4 separate regions of the Zea mays genome follow, and regions 2, 3 and 4 are each linked to region 1. The links are chromatin contacts, called in public Hi-C maps. All regions are on one chromosome and are shown on one strand. Each heading gives the region's core, a stretch centred on a gene start, on an enhancer-like site or on the middle of the called end of the contact. The rest is flanking DNA. Distances are from core to core; before and after follow the strand shown. Region 1 holds the start of LOC100280855. Region 2 holds the start of LOC100280730 (calcium binding atopy-related autoantigen 1). Region 3 holds the start of LOC103653756. Region 4 has its middle 72 kb from the start of LOC103653756.

Region 1 (3,307 bases), core at 579-3,078:
GTTGTAAAGGCTAGCAAGAGACTCTATACTTTTTATGGAGTGTCTTGCGAAGACTTTGTCTCTATCTCTATCTAGTGGATCCAAGGGCTCAAGTTGATCGGTGGATCACTTGAGAAGGTCGAGAGAGACCTAGTCCTGTAGGACAACACAACGAGGATATAGGTTCTTCGGAGCCAAACCTCGGTTAAAAAATCACATGCTTGTGTGTCGTTACTTTCTATTGTAATTTGTTCCTCTCTCCCCACTTCTAAGTTCTCTTGCCTCGATGTAATTCTAACTCGCTTGTGTTGCTCTCCGATCTTATTTTGGCACTTATAAGAGCAACAAGTGAAAGAAAACTATTTCCCCTCACTTAGACTATATTCTCTATCATTCAAAAACTTAATCAGGTCAAGTTTTTGTTTAAGTATTGAATTTTCAGGTGCTTCCTATTCACCCCCCTCTAGACGAATATCACGTGGTAGGACGCATAGCACCTCGCATGTGTCGCTATAGTGACATACTATTGCCACAACCAGAAATGTTGGGTCCTCATTATGAGGAGACGATGGACACATAGTGGTTACAAAAATGTCATGAGTCTTCTGACTCAACCAATCCTTAAGGGCTTGTTCAGTTAGGGGTGGATTGAGGGGGATTGAAGGGGATTAAATGCCCTCCTATTCTAGGGGGTTTAATCCCCTTCAATCCCCCTCAATCCACCCCTAACTGAACAAGGCCCGACCAGGTATGTGGTATGGGTGGTTCGGGTGCATGGCACGCCTAGAGCCCACCACGAACATCAAACCCCAGGCCCATGTGGTGCCTCTAGAGCCCTCCCGTCCGAGGCCGTCGAGGGGCATCTAGAATACATGTGGTGTGCCTAGAGCCTGGGTGTTGGGGCTACCGTGTCTCACGCAATAGCCGATGGAGCAGGAGCTTGAGGGGCCTACACTAGGGGTCCAGAAGCCTCCTAAGGGGTCCGAGGGCCCTGGCGGGACCCTAGGGGCATGTGGTGTCGTCGGACCCCACGGGTGGCAAGGAGGCCACATGGTGCAACCGAAGCTTGCCAGCGGGCTCGCGAGAGCCATTTCAGGAGGGTGCCTTTTCGAAGGCCTAAGTGGCGAGGGGCCCATTGCGCTTCCGCGTGGTAGGGGTCCCAGTCATGTATTCTGCTGACTCCGCAGTGGGGTCTTGTCGTCTTGAACCATATCGAGAATGGAGTCTGTAGCCTGTCCTTTCTACGCAGATCTAGTTTGACTATAGCACGTAGGGAATCCGCACCCAAGGGTGCTGATAAATACCCTATATAAATGTGTGTACCAAAATTTAAACAAAAATGATAAATAAATTAATCTATATAGTATAAAGTGGTGATTTGTAGTTGAATGTTTATGAATCTTAGTTGAATATTATATTATTTTAAAATTATTATACCAGGTATATTTGTATTATAGACTCTAAATATACTTTTATACAAGCTATATTTGTATTTTAGATTAAAAATCCCATATATCTAATGTATTTAAAATTAGTCTTTTTAATATTAATTAAAATTTTATCATTTTATATCACTAGTAATATAAGATTAACACAATTATTTATTTATTATATAAATAATTTTTAACATTTTAAACGGTGTACATCATCTTTTAGTATATTTATTCAATCTAAAATTATTTGTAATTAGTAATAAAATTTAAGTTTTAAATGATTTTATCAAATATTTTTTATGGATAGTATAGTATATTTTACGGTTTTGTTGGTAAAAAAATACTAAAAACCAATATTAAAATTGCCATTAAAATTTGATTTGAACAAATACGAATACGGAGTTGGTTGGGACTTGAACGGGAGAGTTCGACCAAAATTCCCACGCCCGGCGGTTCTACGGTCGAGCCAAGCCCCCTCAACTGCTGAACGGAGAGTTCGACCTAGCACGCCCGGCCGCCGCCGCAGCCCGCAATGGCGTCCCTTTTCAAGGTACGGATCCCAAAACCCTAATTCCCCGAGCATCGGATCCCCTCGCCTCGCGGTGCTGACGCAGCTTCCCCTGCTGCCTCCAGGACCCCAGCAAGCTCTCGGCGTACAGGGACCGCCGGTTCAAGGGGACGCAGGAGGAGTATGAGGCGGCGCTGCTTGCGTCGACAACGCTGTACATCGGTAATATGTCCTTCTACACCACGGAGGAGCAGGCCTACGAGCTCTTCTCCCGCGCCGGCGAGATCAAGAAGATCATCATGGGGCTCGACAAGAACTCCAAGACCCCATGCGGTTTCTGCTTTGTACTGTGCGGGCCTCTTCCCTTCCTTGATACGTCGCGTTAATTGGCTCTTTGATTTTGGATTCGGTGCTGTAGTTTCCTTCAATCTACAGGAACATAACCTTCGCCCTAGTTTAATTAGAAGGGGAGATAGTCCCAATTGTTCTGCTGGAATGTAGTTTGATGCAATTAGACGCTGAGTAGATGGGTTCCAGACCTGTTTATGTATTGATTTGTTTCCTCAGTAGTGTGAGTTGTTCATCTGCTAGTTGCAATTGGACATTGCTTCGTGAAATTTTATTTGCTGCCAGGAACATGTGAGATGCCTAGAACATGAATAGAGAACTGTGCTATCTCAGCATGTACATTCCTCAGGATATTGCAATAGATTGGATGGAGCCCAACTGCTTGTTGAGGGGGGGGGGGGGGGGGAGGAGGTGGAGTAAAGAGCTGAGTACTAGCTTGATCATTGATGACGATTATGAGCGCAACGACGTGTATATGATGCAATGACTGATGGACATGGCACTTAGCTAGCTAGCGACATGACATACATTTATTAGCTCTCTGCAGTGGTGTGGTACATGCATATCTATGGAAAAGCAATGGGTACGGACAGGGCAACCCCGCAGCAGAACGCCATGGGCGACGGCGCTTGCCTCTGCTGTATGCTGCATTTCATCATAGTGTATATGTATTTATCTCTTATCTTGCCGCCCACCCCTAAACAATTATCTTCAACTGCTCCTATGGTCACTGTTGATTTTTGCACTCTAGTGAGGGTGTGGTATAGTTTGTCAATTTTGATGAGAGTTGAAATTTAGTAACATATAATGTTCCAAACTGGTGATTTCAGTGGCCATTTGGGAATTTTTATATGTAAAAGCTTGTACCACAGCTGTTTTCTGTGCTTGGTTCTGAGCCCTTCACCAGAAGCCTAGGATGTGAGTTCATGGGCACTGATATTTAGGTATGCACATTTTATTATAGTCTGAGTGTAAATTTTCCTTAGGAGTTATTGGGTTGTTGCAATTATGATTGATTCCTTATTTATAGAGTGAGAGA
Region 2 (3,307 bases), core at 462-2,961, 440 kb before region 1:
AAGAGACATGGGATGGCATTTTCCCCAGATATCATTAGGTGTGGAAGATCGTACATATGACCATAGTCATTTAACACCAGTATGTCCAGACAAGATATGACTAGTCGAAAATATTCCAAACAAAGTAAGTGAGAATATGACATCCATTTTGAAAGGGGTCAGAGCTAATTAATTTAAAATAAGAAAAGAGGGACCAGATGCTGAGATGCACAAAGAAGCCTCTAGAGAATATGAACGGGGTCCAGTAGCTGGAAGATAACATACCCATTGTGGTCAAGGTCAAACATCTTAAAAGCCACATGGAAGCTTGATTCAGGGATACTAAGTAATGTTACAAAGAAGATATACCTGCATGGCGCAACATTAAGAATTAATAATGACATATGGCTTACAGAAGAAAGGCATGCAGCACTAATAGCATAGTGATAGGCTGCTTGTTTCTACAGCAGCATCTGCTGCCGCCGCCTGACGTAGCTTCTGCAGCCGACACAGTTTCTTCAGCACATTTGCAGCCACAGCTATTATCAAAACCGGCAGCCGAACAGCTTCGCCAATATGATGCAGATATAATAGTAGATGGCAGAGCAAAGGCAATCATTTTGGTTGAACTCACAACCCACTTACTCAGAAAAGGAGATGACACCATCACCATTTGTATCGAATAGCATGAAAAACTCAGATGGAGCACATTGTAGCTCGCCAGGGTGGCGCTCCCCCTTCAATCTCCCTTCCCTGACATTTTTGGACTCAGATGAGGGGAAAACAGGAACAACCGCCCTCATCAGGTCGGTAGGTAACATGTACATCTCACCCTCTGGGCTGTGGACGGATGCGAAGTACTCAAAGATCTAGCATAAGAAGCACAAGAATTTGAATGTGAAAATTCCATATGACGTAGAATGGTTATTCTCAATATAGAATGCCGCATTACCTTCTCTGGAGGGCTGCGCGTCCTAATCCTCTTCTCGTACTTGAAGAACACCCTTCGGCGATATGAATCTACATGGCGATGGTAACCAAATCATCATGCCGTTTCTACCAACTATGACCACCTAACTTAAATATATAATATACGTAACTACAAATGCTCGTCAAACGAGAAGAACGCTGACGGCGACTCGGCCACAAAAAAAACCACTAGCATTTTTCGTGCAACGATGGCCATAAACAAATCCACAGGCTCGTACGCATCACAGTTTATCTACACAAGAAAATAACACAGACGAGCTAATTCATTCCACAGCGCTACGGACTCAACCAATGCTCACCTCCGAACAGAAACATGCCCTCCCGCTCCCCGGTGGCTCCGACACCGCCAAAAGCTGCGGAGAAGGCCCTGTTGCCTCCACCTCCCGCGGTGGCGGCATCCTCCGCCTGGCCGGACTCTGTGAGTGGCTGCGGGTTCGAGGACAGCAGCCAGATCCCGAGACCTGAGCCGGCGGCCACCGAGGCCGCGGCGAAAGCCCTAGAGTCGCTGCACGGTCCCGCAGCCCCGGCCTCAGCAGCGGCTGATGAGAAGGCGCGGGCGCGGGAAGGCCCGAGCCGCTCGACGGCGGATCGGAGGCGAGTTAACGCGGCAGCCATAAATGTCGGGGGCTAGCGGATTCGATTCGCCGAGAACGGAAGGGACGGAGGAAGCGGCGACGCGGGGGCGCACGGACGTTTGCGGAGCCTGCCGGAATGCGAGGGAGGGAAGGAATAGGCGATAGCTGGCCGGCTTTGTTGGGCTCCCCTGTTTTGTGCCGTGGACGTGGAGTCCCTGACTTGGTAGGCGTTATGCAATATGCATGTGAAAGAAATGTTTTCTCAAAAGTGGGTATATATAGCAGTTAGAGATGTCAATGGGTAATTCCCCATCGGGTTATAGCATTCCCAGACCCATCCCCATCATGTTTGATACATCCCCATACCCATACCCGTCATGGGTACAAAACTCATCCCATATCCATCCCCATTCGGGTTTCGGGTCCCCAATGGGTCCCCATCCCCAATTAAGGAATAACTAGGTACTAACATCTAGCACAAACTATCCAGATTTCACACATCACTACATCGGTAAGCACTCATCCATGAAGCATTATCTATTCATCCATCCATCAGAAAAGAAATCAGTACTTGGGACCAATATAAGAAATGGAGTCTGCCGGGTTTGATGGCCGACTCGGCCTCAACTCATTCATACAAACAGGACAGGTGTACACGTATGAAATACCCATGGGTAATCGGGTTCGGATTATTGCTTCCCAAACCCGTTTACCCAATGGGTGGAGATTTTGTCACATATCCACACTCATGGGGACAATTTTTGTCCCATACCCGTACCCTAATAGGGGAATTCCCCATGGGTTATCGGGTATCGGGTCCCCATTGACATCTCTAATAGCAGTTAAGCTAGACAGCTAGTGGCATCGAGAATATCAATAAGTCACGTGACTTTATTAACCTTTGGCGACAATTTTCTCATACGGAAATTCATAAATTACAAAATAACATCATCTAAAAATGTCCAAACTAAAGTATTATCATTATTCAGTGAGTACCATATTTTATACAACGCGACAACATATATTAGAAGGGGTTACAACTCATAGTTCTGCATTTTAGTACACCACACGGAAGAAACCACATAGAACAATATTAGGGTTTGTTTAGGAGTCAGGGGTAAAAGGGATTTAAAAGGCTAAAATTTCCGGGTTATTTAAAATTAAATAGTAAAAGGATTTTAGTCCATTCCTTATCTTGTTCTCAAATATGTTCTTAGAGTAGAGCATAGCACGTAGCGAGTCAAACACTCCAAAATCCTCACCATAGAACGATATTATCTATTCCTCCTACTCACCGTTTATAGAAGAGTAGCCTGAATCCTCACCCATGTCACTAGTTTTTAGTATAATATATACTAATCATTGTTTTCCACTCTATGTTTGTTTTGCTATATGGTAAGCGATATGCAAGGGTAAAGAAAAGAACATATTGTTTGGTTGTGGGTTTCCTATGCATATGTCATAATCAAGGTACATATATCTACAAGGTATCACCAAACCTATCAATCCAATTCATCTCATATTCAACACAACACACTCACGTCTCACCACCATAATCTCCAGTCGACAAAGGTAACTCCCTCTTGTCCTTGCCTAAATAGCCTCAGGCCAAATTATGATACAATCCCAGCAGGAAGAGAAGATACCACTCTTTTGTCAAGTGAAGCGAGGAACATAAGAAATACCCATGACAGTGGATACGATTACATGTGTAGATTGATCAACAATGCAGAGTGTGTATATCTATACCCACAAGATTACCA
Region 3 (3,307 bases), core at 405-2,904, 380 kb before region 1:
ATGAAGGCGGGTACGGGATGATTTCTCTACCCGCGGGTATGTTAATGGGTAAAAACCTCTACCCGTTGGGTAGACGGGTACGGGTTGGAACTACCCATACCCGTCTACCCATGGGTAAAATATACCCGCATCAATACAACTATAACCATCTAATAGAGCCCATCTTAACTAAAATAAAACCCTTCTCTAGCTATCATTTGTCTAGATACCAAGTTATGTAATCATATGATTTGTTATATGTGAAGCTGAAGTTGTTTTTATACGTTTATTTAATATTTTGAGTGATTGATATATTGGAATTAAGACTTTCCTAGCGGGTACGGGTTACCCGACGGGTAAAAATACCCGCGGGTATGGCATGAGTAAGATTTTATACCCGCGAGTATATATGGGTGACCCGACGGGTAGAATTTTTTTTGATGGGTACGGGTATGGAATGGTACTACCCGACGGGTATGTACCCGTTGCCATCCCTAATTGCAGCAGAGGCAAACAATGTCGGGGCCAAGCTCCCACGCGCGCGACGATGGAAGGCGCCATGGGCGCCACGATGCGGGGAAGGGAGAGGATGCCTCGCGCGTGCGGGCGACAATGGAAGGCACCGCGGGCGCCGTGATCTGGGAAGGGAGAGGATGGCACGGACATGTGGTGAAGCAGACGACGGTGTGGACGACAGAGGGTAGTGTGGCGAGGGCATGATGAAGCATGTGGACACCCACATTAGGATCATATAGATCATATATAGGGGCTGATTGGTTACCGTGTCCCACGCGCGTAGGCTCGCGCCGTGCATTGACCGCGCACAAACGCGTGTTCGGTTGCCTGTCCATGGTCCTGCATGCGCGCATGCAGTTTAGCTCATTTTTCACTGTCTGGCCTGCACGTCTGGAGATGTGGAGAGTGAACTTCTCTGGAGGTCTAGGCCCGCTCGAGCTATGCACGCGCCAGCCGGGGAACCAATCAGCCCATAAAGTAGTAGATATAAAAGATTTAGCGACGAGGTCGATCGCAGAGTAGCAAACGTCTACATTCACGGTATCACAATGCCAAATAACTCCCTAGCCACTAGGGTTGGAAACGAGCCGAGCCGAGCTCGGCTCGGTGCCTGAACGAGCTCGGCTCGTCCATTTCACGAGCTCACGAAAGAGGCTCGGCTCGCGAGCTATATTCTGGTACTTATTGTTGTATTATTTAGTGAATTAACATTATATAAATTTAAAATATAGAATCATCATTCAACATTATGAGTAATTTTAATTATAACTTGCAATATATTTATCATCAAAGACTAAAAAATAAACTACTATCCATAAAATTATCTAATATTCATTATTATTCTATAAATCGATCAATTTTGTTAGGCTCACGAGTCGGCTTAGCTCGGCTCGACTCGTTATAAAAACAAATTCAAATAAGAGTCTCGGCTGGGCTCGTTCGAGGCCCGAGCCCTACTAGCCACACCACAAACGAACACAAAGGCACCAGCCCCCGCCCGCGCACCGAAACCTCGTCGCGTAGCGCGGGGGCGAGGAGAGGGACGGGGGGCGAGGAGAGAATACCCACTGCGGAATCTCATTCTCATCCAGCACCGCTCCACCGCTAAACCCCTCTCGTGCTCCTCGACGGCACTGACGCCGAGTGCGACGCCGAGCGAGGTCGCGACTCGCGAGGGGGAACCCTAGCAGCGATAGATCTAGAGCGGGCGCTTTCGATCTGTCCGGGAAATGGCGGAGGATCCTGCCGCGGAACAGGAGACGCGGCAGCTAGAGGACCGGCTCAGGGATGTCGGGGAACGGCTGCAGGCGCCTTCCGACGACGCGGAGGACCTGCTCAACCTCCTCATCGTGAGCCTGCTCCTCCTTTAGCTCTTGTTCTCCTCCCGTTGATTGTTATGCATATGTTAGGACTGCGCTTCTATGATGTGTCGTATTCGCCTGCGCGCTTACGGCTGTTTGGATTTGGCATTAGTAGGAACCGAGTGAATGTCGTGCCCTTACCTGTTCGCCATGATTGGTTGGGTCGCGGATGAAATGCTACTAGGCCTGGTGATTTGCTTTAAGTTGTCTTCCAGGCTATGAAATCTGTAAATTTATTTTGTTCCAACAAAACAGGATGTGTGTTCTCCATGCTGGACTGTTGCTACAAGGAGTTATCTGATTTCCTTGGAACCAGTTTACCTTTTATGTTGTCTTTTGAGACTTGGCTTCTTCTTGAACTTAAATTTTATATTTTTTGGAGTTCAAACGTGGAGTAATTATCTATTGGACATTGAAACCGTGACGATTTTATTTGTAGTTTTTATGGTCTTGTTTGGTTTGAGAGGAAACTGGAGGTGTTGGCCTCCTAGTATCTTATTGATTTGATTGAGGTTTTTGACTAATATAGGATTCTAGTTTTGCATTATCCTAGTTTATTCACTGTGTTTTGTTGGCTAGGTGGACGCCAACGTGGTTTTGGAGTCAACAACCATGGTTCAAATCCCCATTTGTATATAATTTTAGCATTGTTTCAATTTAAATGCAGGGGCACGATGACGGTGGAAACTGTGGAACCAGGAAAACTGATGCTTTAATATAATTTTAGCATTTTTTAGTTTCATTTTTCTTACTGTACAGAGCAATTTGCCATGGTTTAGGGTTTACTGGAAATGATGTACTCATACTGTTTGAGTAAATATGAAGACTTTGATCTTGCTAACTGACCTACCTAAGCTTGTTCCTCGAATCGTATGAAGTCATCAGGTTGGTTGATGGTTTGTTCATGCAGGAAGTTGAGGAATGTTTAATTAAAGTAGAGCAGTCACCTCGCGAAAGCATATCAAATGCTCTTCGCCCAGCAACTGAAGCTCTGGTCAAGAAAGAGCTGCTGGGCCATGCTGATTCAAATGTTAGACTTGCTGTGGCATCATGCATATCTGAGATCACACGGATCACGGCGCCTGATGCTCCATATGATGATGATGCAATGAAGGTATATTCTGCCCTGAATAAAATGATTTCTGTTGTTCTGTGTGTACTTACATATGTTTTTACTTGATTTTAGGATGTATTCTCTTTAATTGTGGGGGCCTTTGAGCATCTGGATGACATAGAGAGCCCCTTCTTTGGAAGGAGAACTTCAATTCTTGATACTGTGGCAAAAGTTCGGTCCTGCGTGGTGATGCTAGATCTTGAATGTGATGATTTGATAAATGATATGTTCCATCACTTCTTGAGGACTGCTAAGTAAGAAATATCTTAATTCTTCTTAGCTTCATCTATTTTTCCTCTTTCTAGAACATGTTTTTGCTAAGCTATATCCTGGATAC
Region 4 (3,307 bases), core at 397-2,896, 300 kb before region 1:
GCTGGAGCACCGAGCCCGCTTGCCAGTGCGCCAGGTCCCGCAGACGCGAGAAGTCAAGTGGGCCGCGTGGCGAGGAGGAGGTCATAGTGGGCCGAGTTGATCTGGCGGCCCAACCGAATCCCTTTTCCTTTTTCTTTTCTTTTCCCTTTTTCTGATTTCTTTTTCCTCTTTATTTTTAGAATTCAAATTTGAATTTAAATTTTGTTATGAGATTCACCCTTGATCAAAATGTACTTATCCAAATATTAATGGAAGGGGAATATATTCTTGTTTATATATTTATTTTATCTCATTTGCATAGTATTTTCCTCTCTTTTCTCAATTTCTAGAATTTTCTTTAGAACTTAAATTCCAATTTGAGTATTAACATATTTCTTTTTACATTATTTTTATATTGTCACAAAATGCACACAAAATAAAACCTCAGCATGATGCATGTATTATTTTTGGTGTCATTAGTTAATTAATGGTTTTTGATGTGATTATTCACATGTTATAACAAATGAAGGCAAACATACATATGTAAAACATATATATCTTCTCTTTACACCTTTTGGGTATTACAAGGGAGGAGAGGCTCCCAAATCTCTTATCGGGGTGAAAGTGGAGCTTAGAAGTTGTAAGGTGGGGTCCTAGCTAAGTCTTGGCTTGGCGGGGCTCCACCCTTCTTGTCCTTGTCGGCGCTCCTCCTCATGTTGACTCTTGTGGGCTCGTCTCCATCTGAAGGCGTTCTGTCGTCCCTCAGTCTGTCCTTCTGTTCCTCGATCGATCGCTCCCTCCCCAGAGGCGGCCCTCTCCCTTTTATAGGTCGGGAGATGGGTCGGCCAGTGGTGGCTTCTCTAGAAAGGAGTCGTAAGGAAGGGGTAAAACCAGTGTTTTACCTTGGGTGGAGCGACGTGTATTCGTAGGGTCCGGGGCGGCCTGGTTATCGCATATTTATCGTGGTGGATGACGTGGGGGCAGCGATGGTCCTAGGTGCCATCATTCGAGCTATACTGACCCCTGGCCTCCGTAGCCTAGGGCTCGGCGCGTCTCATCGTGTAGTGCCCTGCGCTCGCACTCAGGCCTAGTCCGATAGACCATAAGTGCGCCACAGGCCAAGGGGCGCGCGAGCTATTAATGTGCTGGAGTCCGGGGGCTCGTAGGTTATGAGTGCTATGCGGCCTAAGGGGTCCGTAGGTCATGAGTGGAAAGCGGACCAGCGCTTACGCTGTGGCTTGGTGCCAGGCATGGTTAACACAACCAATCATTTATGGCGGGTCAGTCCGGGGCTAGGCGTAGGATCCACTCGAGTGGTTCCATTCCGACAAATCCGTGCTCTCTTGTGAGACTCTACCATCTCCGGTCCCAGGCTCGGTGCTGCAGGGTTCGAACGAGGCGGGTTGGCGGATTTGTTTTTTCTGACTGACTAACGGACTCCAACGATCAGTGACTCTTTCTTCGGTGCGCACACGGACATGTGGGTCCAGGGAGTGCAGAGTAACTCACTAACAGACGCAATGACCGACGGGCGGTCGTTGGCAAGGATGGGCTCTGCGGCGTGCGTACGGCGCGTCGTGCATGGAGATCGTTGTATAGCTACTCTGCGGCAGGCAGGCAGGCGGCAGGTGAGGCGACGGCCGTCTCGTGGTATATACAGTCGAGCGGACCATGCGCTTAGCTAGCTAGCGTGGTGGTGGTGCCCACCCTACGCCTACGTACGGTACCTGCCCGACCGACCAATCACGCGCGGATTAAAGTAGACTCCACCGGTGGTACACCTGTCGAGTAATCAACCGCTGGTACGTACGTACGTATACATTGTATAGTAGGAGTATACTACACTACAAGTTAGATTTGACAGCGCCGTATTCGCGTCGTCGATCGATCTACCTACCCGCCTCTGCCTGTGGCCCTGTCCCTGTGCCTGTGCTGTGCATATGCATGCATGCATGAAAGGGAATCAGCCAAGCCTGAGCACCAGCAACAGCAAGCGAGCCTCCCGCCGCTCGAAAGACGGAAAAGCTCTCCCGGGACCACGCTGCCTCATCGGTTTTATACTAAAAGAGTAGACTGCAGAGGACCTCGATCGAAAACCACCTTTAATTTCACAGCCTGCATACTACCGTATGTAGGAGTATGTTTTTGTATTCGTAGGAATCTGAGCCATTATTAACTGCGAGCGTGCCATCAATAAGGACCACGCCTATACGTTAGTGGTTGGCTGGGTGTTATGTATTAATGTCACCTTTATTTAGATAATGTAAAAAAACTTACATAAATATAAACTAGTATATTTTCCATAAAGGCGGCAGTATTCTACTCATGTATCCGCGTCCTTCCCCAAGTAAAACAGCTTCTAACTAGAGAAATGGTTCTTGTTTTGGATCTATATCATGATTATAACAAAATAAGCTATAAAATGGTCTAACTAATTTATATATATGGATGAATCTGGGCATAAAATACAAAGTTTAGAGACAAATACACTTTAATATATAGTTCACGGATAAAATTAAGTCTACAATACAAAATTTAAGGGATGCAACGAACAAATTTTTGGTAGTTCTAGAATGAATGAAACCTAGTCTAGATGAATTTTTTGAGACTGAATAAGATATTTTAAAAGTTAAGAAAGTGAGGCTTCGATGATGGTTGAGGGAAACAAACTGTTTGTTTCCAGAGTTAGGTAACGAGCCGCTCTGTTCAAGCATATATAACATGTTTGGTTTGATTCCATATAAAACCGAGCCGCTCCAAAGTGAAATATTCCTCTAATATGAGGCATATTTGGGCTCCCAAAAACGACCGAACCTGTACGCTCGCGAGTCCAGCGCTCCTCTACCCGTTCCTATCGATAGCCTCCTCTTCTGTTTTGCTTTATTCTAGAGCAAACACGGAATGGAGCCACTCCATTCTGGATCACTCTAGAACCGAACAAAAAAAAAACACAACTCCGTTGTGACTACCGAACATAGAATGTAGCCGTTCTATCCTTGTAATATAGAACAGAGACGCTCCACCCAACTAAATTTTAGAACCAAACACTACCTAAGAGAACCTCTAATAAAAACGAAAGTATAGGACACTTACTCTAACATAAAACATTTCAACAACAACTATAACAACCGTTTCTGAAAAACAAAATTAGAGAGGTTATGTAGATATAGAATAAAATCTTTGTATCTTACAAAACTAGAACAACTCGCAATTTAGATGTCTGAAAATTGGTTGGGCGTTGCTGCTGATCCCTCTTTATTTGATAATTTAATTTTTATAGTTGTTTCAAGTCAATGTTTTAAGTTTGGACACATTTATAGAAAAGAGC

The links. Hi-C and Micro-C count contacts between places; a contact is called where the count stands out from the background.
Region 2: a contact with region 1 is called in a Hi-C map of ear, with 2.3 times the contacts expected there. The contact joins the promoter of LOC100280730 here to the promoter of LOC100280855 in region 1. A contact is called at or near these places in 3 of 25 Hi-C or Micro-C datasets (ear, leaf and tassel).
Region 3: a contact with region 1 is called in a Hi-C map of leaf, with 2.7 times the contacts expected there. The contact joins the promoter of LOC103653756 here to the promoter of LOC100280855 in region 1. A contact is called at or near these places in 11 of 25 Hi-C or Micro-C datasets (bundle sheath, ear, endosperm and 4 more) and 1 of 3 datasets of contacts at active chromatin or transcription factors (leaf).
Region 4: a Hi-C map of tassel shows a contact between it and region 1, with 2.6 times the contacts expected there. The contact joins the enhancer-like site here to the promoter of LOC100280855 in region 1. A contact is called at or near these places in 3 of 25 Hi-C or Micro-C datasets (ear, leaf and tassel).

What each region holds. Positions count from the first base shown.
Region 1 is chr4:142,061,966-142,065,272 of Zm-B73-REFERENCE-NAM-5.0, reverse strand. It overlaps LOC100280855, which reads left to right and starts at 1,828. Exons shown (of 8, transcript NM_001153775.1): 1 at 1,828-1,962; 2 at 2,046-2,269. The coding sequence starts at 1,945.
Region 2 is chr4:142,498,484-142,501,790 of Zm-B73-REFERENCE-NAM-5.0, reverse strand. LOC100280730 (calcium binding atopy-related autoantigen 1) reads right to left here and starts at 1,711. Exons shown (of 9, transcript NM_001366973.1): 1 at 1,269-1,711; 2 at 932-999; 3 at 625-848; 4 at 265-348. The coding sequence starts at 1,584.
Region 3 is chr4:142,438,302-142,441,608 of Zm-B73-REFERENCE-NAM-5.0, reverse strand. It overlaps LOC103653756, which reads left to right and starts at 1,654. Exons shown (of 14, transcript NM_001382833.1): 1 at 1,654-1,844; 2 at 2,767-2,970; 3 at 3,043-3,224. The coding sequence starts at 1,725.
Region 4 is chr4:142,366,415-142,369,721 of Zm-B73-REFERENCE-NAM-5.0, reverse strand. No RefSeq gene overlaps it. Among protein-coding and RNA genes, the nearest start is that of LOC103653756, 72 kb to the left of the region's middle. Within about 2 kb of position 1,646, at least 16 of the 20 cell types and tissues checked have an H3K27ac peak or open chromatin away from gene starts, as enhancers often do. A contact at or near this core is called in ear and tassel, where this site is marked.